Regions from separate parts of the Mus musculus genome. Here region 2 is linked to region 1. A link is a contact called in public promoter capture Hi-C data. All regions are on one chromosome and are shown on one strand. The core of a region is the stretch at or near the end of the contact, and the rest is flanking DNA. Distances in the headings are between cores, read along the strand shown.

What was found. Promoter capture Hi-C pulls out the DNA fragments that hold promoters and counts their contacts.
Region 2: a contact with region 1 is called in a promoter capture Hi-C map of liver, with 2.2 times the contacts expected there. The contact joins two enhancer-like sites. A contact is called at or near these places in 1 of 39 promoter capture datasets (liver), 1 of 484 Hi-C or Micro-C datasets (myocytes) and 1 of 9 other capture datasets (adipose tissue).

What each region holds. Positions count from the first base shown.
Region 1 is chr6:90,485,859-90,492,087 of GRCm38.p6, reverse strand. It overlaps a transcript of Klf15 not described here. Among named protein-coding and RNA genes, the nearest start is that of Klf15, 26 kb to the right of the region's middle. Within about 2 kb of position 4,312, at least 4 of the 459 cell types and tissues checked have an H3K27ac peak or open chromatin away from gene starts, as enhancers often do. A contact at or near this core is called in liver, where this site is marked.
Region 2 is chr6:90,700,924-90,707,151 of GRCm38.p6, reverse strand. All of the region lies in intron 1 of Iqsec1 (IQ motif and Sec7 domain 1), which reads left to right. Among named protein-coding and RNA genes, the nearest start is that of Slc41a3, 99 kb to the right of the region's middle. Within about 2 kb of position 2,306, at least 110 of the 459 cell types and tissues checked have an H3K27ac peak or open chromatin away from gene starts, as enhancers often do. A contact at or near this core is called in liver, where this site is marked.

The DNA of each region.
Region 1 (6,229 bases), core at 3,063-5,562:
CCTGTCCTAGGCCTTGCAGGACCTTCAGCACAGCTTCTCTAGAAGCAAGATCCAGCCCTTTCTCTCCTCTGAGCCTCTCTGCTCTTTGTCTTGCCTGAGAGGAAACCTCCTCTCAGGGCTCCCTGTCGCAGCACCAAAGTTCCTAGTGGTCCCCAAACACATAGCACAGATTCACACACAAACACCTACACATACTTGTTTACAGATACACACTCACACATTTATACAAGCACAGATACATATGCATTCATTATAGCTATACACATATACATATACCTACTCACATATATATGTATTTCTTTTTTCTTCTGTCCTCAGATGCACCAGAAGAGGGCGTCAGATCTCATTACGGATGGTTGTGAGCCACCATGTGGTTGCTGGGATTTGAACTCAGGACCTTCGGAAGAGCAGTCAGTGCTCTTAACCACTGAGCCATCTCTCTAGCCCCCATATATATGTATTTATGCATACATAAATAGCCATACACACATATATGTAGGCATATACATACATACATACATACATACATACAACATACACAGATTCACTCAGGGCCACATGTATGCTTTTAGGCATACATAGACATACATGCACAGATACACACCTACACAATTGAATCCCAGATGTTTGTTTCTGATAGTAAAAGCTAACAATAATACCCTGGTCTCAGCAGCTCACTTGGTGCTCCGTGCAGCTAGGACAGGTACTGTTGTTGTTGGCCTGGTCCCCCAAGAAGCCCCACCTCCTCCCCAGCTTGCATCCAGGAAGTGGCATGGCTGGAGTCCTTGGCCTATTCACTGTACTTCCACACTCACACAGCATCTGCCCTAGCCCGACCCAGCTGCTTTCTCACCCATCCAGGGAGGTGGCCAGCTTTAGATGTCTGCCAACCATAAGCTGCCTGTACCCTGACAGAGAGACTCTGTTTGGCCAAGCTTTAGCTGGAATTCTGAACTGACTCCAAGACCCATCTGTGCACTTGTGAAAATGCAATTTTAGCAAGATGAAATGAAGCCAGCTTACCCTCAGTGTCTGCTCACCCTCAACGATGTTTTCCTGGGTCCCTCATCCTCCACCCCCAGGTAATGTCTGGCCTCCTGGCCTGGCTTCAGCATTTATCCTAGGTGAGTGTGACCACAATCCCCCTTATTCCTGAAGTCTCTCTGTCATTTCCCATCTGCTGATTCTACCTTGCTGCTTTCAGGATGGGGACGGTGTCTCCCTCATGATGGTCAGGATCCCTATTGCAGTGTCCTTGTAACAGGCCTGGCAGAAATGAAGCTATTCTAGAGAGATACTTGTGTCTCTCAATCTATCTATGAAACAATGGGTTCCCCTAAAATGGGAATTTCCAATGGAATCTCATCTTGGGAGAAGGAAAGGGTCGCAGCTAGAGGGGAGCTTTCTGCCAGAGAGATTTCTCACAGCTCTAACAGCTTGTCAGAGTTCCTTGCAGGATGAGACTCAAGGCCAGACAATGATCATTCAATGGTGTGTGTGTGTGTGTGTGTGTGTGTGTGTGTGTGTTGGGAGGTGGGGACTATACCTTGTCTGGTCTGCTTAGATGTGCACATCCTTGGTCTCTGTTTAAACTTTGATCTCACTTCAGGACCTGGAAGATGGACTTGAAAAGGTTCCTGCCATGGATCTCTGTTCTCTTTCTAATGTAACCACATTTAAAAAAAAAATCTCTATTTCCAGCTTCCCAGTCTTTTAATAGGCTTATTGAGGTCGAGCGGGTGTATCTGATTTTGGGTACAGATTGTGACTCCCATGTTTAATAACACCCTGATGAAGCTTTCTGATGGTGCCTTCAGAAGATCACTGTGTCATTTGGAACACAGCACAGGCCCGGCACTGTGCTGCTCACGGGTTGTGGGCCTCAACCCGAATACACGCCAATGATCCTACTTCTGCTTTTTCTGTATTAAGTTTGTGTGCATTTATATTTACTTCATGTTAAATATTTAAACAATATGGATGTCAGTCCCTGCCTTCCTGAGATGCCTTCTGCTCAGGGGCTGATACCCACCTTTTAGATTACAGGCATGGCCTTGGGACTTTTATTACATTCTCTGGTTTAGTTTGGATGTTGAACATTCAGCCAGAACTTCCTACTTTAAAGACTTGGTTCCAGCTTGGCAGCACAATTAGGAGAGAGTAGAAACTAAGACAGTGGCAGATCTGAATGGCACTGGGGGCGAGTCCTTGAAGGAGACTGAGGGACCCTGGCCTCTTCCCCTCTTTCATTTCCTGGCAAGAGTGCCAGCCCTTGCCATGATGACCTGTTCTGCAATGAGACCAGCTGATCATGGCCTGAAACTTCTGAAATCAAGAGCCAAGTTAAACCCTTTATCAGTTGATTATCTCGGCGTACAGGAAGCCAACAGATTCTCTAATCTTCAAAGTCCTGAAAACACAAGAGATGCCATCTGAAGAGTCTGAACATTGTCTATGAAGGCAGACAGTACTGAACCAGATAATGGATGGACTGGATCTCATTGTTTGATATTGACATGTATAAGGTTTTTAATCCTCTTGGTTCAACTTTGCTATATTGCACATGCCCGGAATTTTGTCCATTTCTTCTAAATTTTATATCTTATTAATATACAACTTTCTAAAATAATCACTAAAAGCTCTTGGAATTTATGTGAACAAAGAAAAGCCCAGACCCAATGTTATCATTGCTGGATTTTGCAGAAAAGCTATCAACAATACTTCTAAAATTATTCTGCAAAAGGAGCCTTCCTTCTGCCCTGTTACCACAACTTGGCAAGGGCATAACAAAACAAGAAAAGTACAGACCACTGGACAGTGATGGCATATGCCTTTAATCCTAGCACTCAGGAGGCAGAGGCAGAGGCAGAGGCAGAGGCAGAGGCAGAGGCAGAGGCAGAGGCAGAGGCAGAGGCAGAGGCAGAGGCAGAGGCAGAGGCAGAGGCAGAGGCAGAGGCAGAGGCAGAGGCAGGTGGACCTGTGGGTTTGAGGCCAGCCTGCTCTACAGAGCAAGTTCTAAGATAACCAGGGATGCACACAGAGAAACCCTATCTCAAAAAAAGACACAAACAAACAAACAAACAAGAAAGAAAGAAAGAAAGAAAGAAAGAAAGGAAAAAAGAGGAGAGAGAGAAAAGTACATATACAAGGCACTGGGGCTGCGGGCTACCCACATGCACAAGGTTGAAATCAGATCCCCATGTCTTACCCTAAGCCAACGTAAACTCAAAATGGAACAAAGACATTAATGTAAGACCCCATTGTCTAAAACTACCAGGGAAAACCAAAGAGAAAAGTCTTCAAAATATTGACATAGCAACAGTTTTCTGAGAAGGGTTTCAAAAACACAGAAAACAAAAACAAGAACTGACAAATCAGATTATATTAAAGAGTTTCTTCAAATCCAAGGAAATAATCAATAAAGAGATAGAACATAGAGAGCTGATGGTTGCAAGATACTCATAGGATGGAGCATTGATATATAGAATATATAAAGAACTACAAAAACTCATTAACAACAAAACAGGTAAGTCAGTTACAAATGGGCAAATTGCCAGGTGCGGTGTAATTCCAGTTCAGGAAGTTGGCACAAGAAGATTGTGAGTTCTAGGCCAGCCTGTGTTACATAGTGAAATTATGTCATACACATATGCACAGAGACAGACACACAGACAGAGAGGTAGTTGTTCTGAGAATATGAAATTCAGGTGGCCAATACATACAAGCAGGCTCAGTATCACTCACCATCAGGAAAACACAAATCAAAATTACCATGAGATTCTGGACCAAAAGGAATCCTTCCTCAATTCATCACTGGCAGGAATGTAAAGTAGAACATAGTTTTTATGAAAAACCATATGGAAACCCCTCAAAAGACTGAAAATAAAACCATCATATGATTTGGCTCTCCCACTTCTGGATATTTATCCAGAGGAAATGAGGTCGGCATATAAGAGATGCCTTTGTATCCATGTGTATTGGTGTTCTACTTATGTAGCTAAGTTATGGAATGAGAAGAGGCACCTGCACAGAGATGGATAAAAATGAAGATAAGCTCTATTTAGACAATGGAGTTCTGTCCAGTGCTATGCTTTCAATATTGTCCTGATTTGCGTTCCATGGCTATGATAAAAACTGACCAAAAGCAACTTGGAGATAAATTTGTTTCAATTCTTCAGTTCAGGCAAAGTTTGTTACCTAGGGAAATCAGGGCAGAGACCTGGAGGCTTGCTCAGCCTGCTTATAGTACCTAGAACCACCTGTCCAGGAACGGCACTGCCCATGGTTGCTCCTCCCACATCAATCAGTAATCAAAAAATGCCCACACAGATGTGTCTGCAGGCAAATCTGGTGAGGGCATTTTCTCATTCCAGGTTCTCTCTTCATCCAGATGACCTTAGCTGCCTCAAGTTGACAAACAAAAAACCTAACCAGCACAAATATGAAACACCTCCCTACAGGCTCATGTTATAAAGACTTAGTCTCCAGCTGGTGGCATTTTCTTGAGGGGCTTTAAGAATTCTGGAACCTAGCTGGAAGATGTGGGTCACTTATGTATGCCTTGCAAGGTCATACCAGGTCTGAAATCCCTTCCTTCCTCTGCTTCCGGTCCACCATGATTTGAGTTGCTTTGTCCCACTTCCCTGCTATGATGGACTGAATCCTCTGAGCCACACAGAACCCTTCATCAGTTAAGTTCCTCTCTTAAGTATTCTGGCTGCTGAGAGCAATCAGTGCAGTCAGCCACAAAAAAGAATGCAATATTCACTTGCAGGAAAAGCAAGAACTGGAAAGGACATGATAAGCAAAATAATCCAGATACAAGGACACATTTGGTATGTTTCCTCTTATGCATGGAAACTTATGAATAAGTAGAATTTCTAGGAACTGGGGGTGGAGGCACAGCTGGGGAGGAAGATGGACAAGGTCATTGTAGGATATGTGAACATATGGAACCAAATCTTTCCCCCAGAAGACGAACAATCAAGGCCATGAAAGACCCACAGAATGAGAGGGGACACTATAATTCATGTCCAGCAAGGGGGTTTAGAAAAGGATAGAGAGATGGCTTGGTGGTTAAGATAGTTAAGAGCCCACACTGCTCCTGTGGAGGACCTGAGCCTGGTCCCCAGACCCCACATTGGATGGCTCAGTCATCGTTAGCTCCAGCTCCAGAGGATCTGATGGGCTCTTCTGGCACCACATGCACAGAGTGGGCATATATAAACTTGGCCAAATACTCAGTAAACAGTTGTGGGAAAGTGGTTTGTACAAAAAATGTTATGGTTTTGGTTATTTGATCATTATTTGAACACACACACACACACACACACACACACAGGACAAATTACCAACAATCAATTGTTTCCAGAACTGATCTCTATCAAGCTTGCATGCAAACATTAACTTTGATCCCCAAACCCAATTTCACAAACCCCAGTACAAAACAAGCTAAGATCCCAAAAGCCCTTGATTCAAAAAGGGCAAATGGGGGTGGGTAAGGGAGGAGCCCTACGGAAGTGGGCGCTCTGCCCCCCTCCCCCCGAGACTACTTACCCAGGCATCTCATGCTGGCATCCTGGACAGCTTCCGGTGTGATCAGAGATCCTCCAGGGCAGCTGAAATTGGGGGCTCCCTCTCCATGTCCTTCTGGCTTTCTCAGTTCTACAACTTGGTTGCACACAGAGAAGCCAAAGGAAGCAGTTGGAAGTGGGCGGTCTCCTCCCGGAGTTTATTTAGGTGCACAAGTGGGCGTGGTCACGAGCAGGACCCTGCAGAATGCAGCTCCTGTGAACCTTAGGTGAGCTCCTCTGGACTCCCGGATGAATGAACTGAGGGCCGCCTGTGATGACTTGGAGGTGACTTGGGGTTCACAGTGGTACGGATATTGGCATTTCGTGCCATGCTCAAAATAAGCTCTGTGACCTCAGTGTTGGCAAAAGCAAAGGTTTCAGGATGAAGACGAAGTTTGCAGTTAAGAGCATCTGTTTTGGATAATTTGGATAGTTACCTGATAGAACACACCCTGAGGGGTTATTAGTGACAGCTGTTCTTCATCACGGCACATCTCTTTACAGAGTCCAGGTGAATTCCGAGGAAGGAGGAGGATGGACACGGATGCCTGTCCTAAGATGCTCAGTGTAACATGCGCCCCCGCCCCGCCACGCCCCCCAAACTCCTCCTGCAGTGGAATTAGGGTGGGCTTGTCATTACTTCCTTTGAACATGGG
Region 2 (6,228 bases), core at 1,057-3,556, 220 kb before region 1:
ACACAGTCTCCCTTTCTTCTGCAAAGCCTATGGCCTTGGTTATGTTTTTACTTCTCTGTATCATGGTTTCTTCCTCCACAAAATGGGAAGAAAGACAACCAACATGTCTTTAGAAGTTTACCAATTCCAGTATCCAGGTACTCCTCCTTGTAGGTGCTGGAGGTCACTGTGTATCAGTTCTAACTAACTATGGTGAACTGCCCATGTGTCAGGTGGGGCAGGAGTAGTTTACTGAGCTTTCTGCCCACTTCTGCCATCTATTTGTGTACTCCTGGCGGCAGGGTAGGCTAAGAGGCTGCCTGTCACACAGGCCTCTTTCTCCCTGGCGCAGCCCATACTCCCCAGGGCTGCATGCCCAGCCTGTGCCTCCCCCCGGCCTTCCTGGGGTGTCCCTGGACCCAGCCTGGCCCTGTCTGCTGGAGCCTACCACAGAGAGCTGCTTTATTTAAGTCCATTTTGCGCGTATGGAAATAACTAGAGGACTCTGTATTTAATTTGGCTCAGCCGGGAAGATTTTTTGGCTCTGTGTGTGTATGTGTATTCTGAAAAATCTTTCCGAGCAAGCCCCAGGGTCGGAAGCTTCTGGTCATCTTTGTGCATTCAAAACCAACAAGAGCCGCCCTGCTAGCTGGGGTAAGTTGGCAGAGGGCGGACTGCAGGGAGTGGTCCATGAAAGCAAGAAGAGAGGAAAGGGGGAAAGCTAGATAAGAACATAGAGGCAACTATGGGGAACTTTGCTCCTGGACCCAGCAAGGAGTGATTTGGAGTGAACAGAGCCTTCCCAGCTCTCCAAGATGTGTCTGGCTCCAGAGGCATCAAGGGTGCAGCTGGGCGGCGGCATGGGAGCATTTGTCGTGTCCCCTTTCTCTCCTGGACATGTCGTGTCCCCTTTCTCTCCTGGACAAGTGGAACAGAGCCCTAGGATAAACCCTTCTCTAGTCAGTGGCCTAGGGCTGGATAGCCCAGTGTGTGAACTATTGTTGGCAAGGCTTGTCTTTTTTTTTTTTTTTTTTTTTTCTTTTTATTTATTTGCAAGGCTTGTCTTGACTGCATGTTCCCAGTAGTTAGGGGCACTAGTCAACATGAGCACAGAGAGGTGTGGTCACTTGCCTCGGGTTATGCAGCACTTCACCAGCTCAGCCCTGGGTACCTCTCCATCCATGAGATGTCATCCTAAACCAGGGCTGGCATTCTCAGTGGACAGGGCAAGACACCCTGATGGTTTGAAGTAAATACTGCCATCTGGTGACTTCTTACATTCTGTCCTGACAGAGGCATGGTGGTTCTCATGACCTACTATGAATGGGCTGTGGTCAGTATAATGAGGTGACCTTTGTGGAGTCTGATGAGGACCCACCGAGGGCAAGGCCTCAGCTCCCCACCGTTCCTGTAGAGCCATTCCCTGGTGACTCTGCCTTCTAAATGAGGCTTCTTGGGAATGAGGAGTGGGCCTTGAATTTCAGCCATATACAGATCTCCTCAACAGACAGGAAGGGCATGTGTGAGAGGAGTTGAAGGCTGTGTAAGTGATGAGATCGGTGGGCACTGTGGCAGAGATAAGTATAAGCGCTCTAGAGCTTGCTGTGGTTTCTACCCCTGGGTTGTAGGCCCAGGTGGCTGGGTTCTTAGCGGTTGTCCCCTCTCAGAAGTCAGAATTGTATCCAATCTCTGGATGTTAAAGTAGTGCCAACTTACTCTTTGTTTTCCTTTGTTTATTTGGTTCACCCATTGGTTGGTTGGTTGGTTGGTTGGTTTTGAGACAAGAGCTCACTGTTTTTGCCCAGGCTGGCCTTGAACTTGTGGTCCTTCTGCTTCAGACTCCCAAGTGCTGAGATATAGGCATTGTAGCACCATGCCTAGTTTATTCTAATTTTTAGTACAAAACATTGTGGGAAACCACACATCATACTGCCAATCTGTGCTGGAATAAGAGCCCTGTGCTCTCAGAGCCTTCCTATGAGCAGGGACTGCCCAGCCTCCTAGCCAGGTGGATCGATCTTACCCTTATCCTTGCCTTGGTCTAGAAGCTCTGGAAAGGCTGCCCACAGTGGGCCATTAATGTAAGCTTTCCTGAGTTTAGACCTGTTTGGAACTCTTGTCTTGGGATGTGGGGCAGCATCCTCAGGCATGATGGGGTGTTCTGCAGAATGATAGTGGTGACTGTGTGAATGACACCTTGCCAGACTGAGGTCTGGCTGGGCTTGATTGCAGGGTGTTTGCTTCTGCCCCCACCCCCCACCCCCAGAGCCTCCTGTCCCCTTTGCCAGCTGGCTTTCTTCCCGAGTGAGGGTGTGGGTTGCCAGCCTGTGTCAGGCAGGAACTCTGCTCCTATTGCCTTTGTCTGGCCTGCCAAGGCATAGCTTCTAGAGGCATCCTGGGTTTGTGAGAAGTGGCCCTGAAGCTGATCCCAGTGTGTCCAAAAGGGTGCTTCTGCATTGTCCTCCATACCTGGTGAGTTGAGCCCCAAGAAGTATGCTATGATGTGATGAGTTTATGCCTATGTGGAGTCTATGGCATTTCCACACATAGGCTTGCCTCCCTCTTACAGGCCTCTCACCCATGAGAGACAGTGGGTGGTGGAGGGAGACAGCACCAGACCATATCCTTGTCCTTTCTGACCTCTGTGTGACTTTGACCCTGCCTGTTCACTGGATTCTGGGTCAAAAGAGCTGGTCCCACTTATTCAAGTCCTTCACTATCAGCATCATTTAGCTATTTCACCTGCTGTGACCAGCCCTATTTGGGTACTGGGGTTGCCTTGTGAGCAGATGGATACCTCTGCCCTCTAATGATGCTCTCCTGGGGAGAGACCAAGCATGGTAACTGTAGGTGTTACTTTTCTCACTCCTGTGTGCTGCTGATAGGGGCTCATGGCTAGGCTCCCAAGACACCTGCATTGTTCACATGGGTGCCAGACCTTCCCTCTCCCTGGGTTAGGGACTGTTTGTGCATAGCCAGACCCTTGTGTTCCTTTTGATGGGGTTGTAGATGGTTTCATTGTCTGGGGCTGGCTCAAAGCCTAGGTTGATCCTCAGAGCTCTATGGGAGCAAGCCACTCAATCAGAGCCAGGGGACAGTCCACTCTGCCTCACTGTCCCACCCCATGTACCCACCACTCCTGCCTACAGTGGGAGGGAGGGCTGGCTCAGAGGCCGGAAGGATGACCAGCCTTCTAGAACATGTTGTTGACAGGACAGGACACTGTGAGAGCCTAGCTGCGGGGTCTGGGTCAAGGGACATGGAGCCCTTTCTTCCTTCCCTGTGGTGATGGACTGATGAACAGACAGTGAGGTCAGCTGCCCAGGTCACTGAGGAAACAGTTCCTGCTTAGCCTGCCCTCTGGGCTCCCAGACACTCTCACCAACTCCTCTGTGTTGTTACAGAGGGGCAGTATTGCCTCACATGAGGAAGGGAAACTGAGGCTCAGAAAAAGCTGGTATTCAATCCTGGATATACAACTCCAACCCAGAACACAGTGGACAAAGGAACAGTTGTCAGAAGGGCAGGTTCCATGCTGAACTGGGTGGGGCACATGGGCAGGCTGCTAGCCATGCCTCCTGTTAGCCTGGGGCAACCCCAAACTGACATCTGTGCCTGCACACCAGAATGGCCCCCAAATGGCTCAAGAAGCCCCCAGATCCTGACCTCTGCTCCTCCTGCCGCCTGCTGCCTGCCTGGTTCTGGGCAGCAGCTGACAAGTTGGGGAAATGCTGAGTGTTAGTTCGGTAAGCAGAGCTCTAAAAATAGCCACTGCTCTGAAAAGCCCATTGTTTGGAGACCCATATTTTTCTACATATATAAAGGTGGCTTCTGGCAGTCTGGTGTGAGCAGTCAGAGAATGCCACACGCTGTGGGCTGGAGCAGGGCTGCAGTGTATCTGTCTCCAGCTGGGACCAGTAGCAAGTCATTAAAGCTGTGAAACTGGAGATAGGCCAGCATCCTCATGAAGGTGGTAGTTGGGTTGTGCTAGAGTAGTCCCAAGGTTTCCCAAGTGCACTGGATGCCTTTGACCACAGAAGCCATGAGTCCTAGACCCCACTCTGTATCACAAGCATGGGCCAAAGTGATCCTGAGCTGCCCAGTGCAGGGTTCAGGCTGTGGATTGTTGTGGTATGGAGGAGTGGGCAGCTGACAGACCTAAGGGAGCCCAGCCCTGCTCAGAGCCATGCTTCTGGCAGCTCCTCCTAACACCCTCCTCCTGCCTCTGTCCCCTGTGTCGATGTCAGAACCATTGCCCTGCCTGATGTCCAATACCTAGACTCCCACCCAATCTTTCATTTTCTTTCTTAGCCACAGTCTCCCACATATACCTCCAACCCCCATTTCTCCTCCTCACCCTACCAGGGCAAGCAGCTGCCATTCAGAGTATATAAAAAGATTCCTGGGTAGGAGCTGGATTGTAGATGAATAGCCAGGACTTAGTGGGATTAAACTGAGCTTGGTGATCCTTTGGGTCCTGGGGAGATGGGGCAAGAGGCATGACTAGATCTTGTGAGCCTTCTGGGTCATAGTGATGACATGATTTCCCAGACCTGGGTGGGAGGTGAGGTGCCATGAGGTTGCAGATATGCTTTGATTATATCACTGCTGTTATAGGAAGGGGTCAGGTAATAGGAGGCTCTGAAGGACCTACAGGAGAGGCTATGTTAAAAGGCCAAAGGGCAGTGTCCTTTGGTTGGTGGCAGGGAGGCCAGCCAAGTGGTCAGAACTGGCTCTGCTTTAAAAGTGCCAACAGATGGGCAAGGGAAAATGTGTGTAAGAGAATGGCCAAGAGGATAAGCTGCCCTCCTGGAGGTGGGAGGAGTAGAATATAGCTCCACCTCCTGCCTCTGAGGGCTCCTGCCTTCCTGCCTTGCTGCCTTGCTGGGTTGTTGGGTCTTCTGTGTCCTCATTAGTGCAAACTTGGGAACAGGATAAAAGCAGAAATCTGATGCTACCTGATGCCCCACTCCACTTCCATCTAGCCCTGCTGGGGAAGTTTCTGCACTGTTAGAAGTGCTTGTTATCAACTTTCAATTTGAGAGCTATGCTCCTGGTTACACAGCTGGAGCCCTGGTGATTAGTTGAATGTTTGTTAGGGCCCATGTGCCCCATGAAGACTGTGGCCCCTTTAATTTTATTCTTGTGGTCCCAATAGCCCTTGCCACCACCACAGCCCCTACATTCCAGACCTGGCTGCATCTAGAACTTTGAGCACAGGGCTCATACTCTAATCTCTTGTAGACTTTCTGGATGTTTGGTCCCTTGCCTAGATCCTCCTGGATGTGTCAACACCCCGCCTTTGTGCCCTCCACCCCTCATTCCAGCTCTTCTGGGTCAGACTTAGAGGACCCTTCCTTCCTCTCTAGGAGGGACTCTCTCTGGTCTTTAAGACTTCTCCATCACCAGCAGTGCATAGTCCTGTCCAGGAACCATTTACCAACAGAGCAGAGGGCCTGTCAAGAAATGGTTTCCCCCACCTTTTTCTTTTTCCTTACCCAATTCCTTGTGCCTTTGCACTCTGCTCCTGGGGCCAAATCAGCCTGTGAAAAGACTAAGGGCTGCCATGACTAATGTCCTGACTCATCTGAAGCCTCTGTGAGCCACCAAATGGAGGGCCAGCATGTCCCAATGGTTAGCCTGAGCTGGCTCTGGCCTACCCAGGGAGTAGGCTGTACCAGAGCCACTCAGGAGGCTAATTAATGTTTCCAACCCTATGAGCGCCCACCCCTCTCCAGCAAACCCTCCAAATCGATGCCTCCCTTCTGCTCCTGCCACTTGTCACATAGACCCTGCCCCCTTGGCTCCAGGACTGCCCTACTGAGATCTAAGGTGATAGAGCCTCCCCTCTAGAGCTGTGCCAGCCCTACCCATGCTTCGAGGACACAGTCCTCTCACTTCCTCCCCAGGCTCTGCCCTGGTCTGTATTGACAACCTCACCTAACCAATCTGAGGCTGTGTTGGAGCACATGGGACTCCAGGAAGAGACCAAGATTGTCCCCTGTCCTTGATCAACCTCAATTAATGCCACCCAAGCAGCTAAAAGCCATACAGAAGCTTAAGACTGGTCAGTCTGACCTACTCCATCATCATATTTTGGAAATCAGAAACCCTGCCTAGGGAAGCCACAGGAGGCACACATATGTCAGGAGGCTTTTTGGCTCTGGCAGGTGCAGACTGTCTAGAATCTGGTTCAAGATGCGTAAATGTGAGTGTTTAACCACAGCTGGGTCTCCCAGATAGCATGGG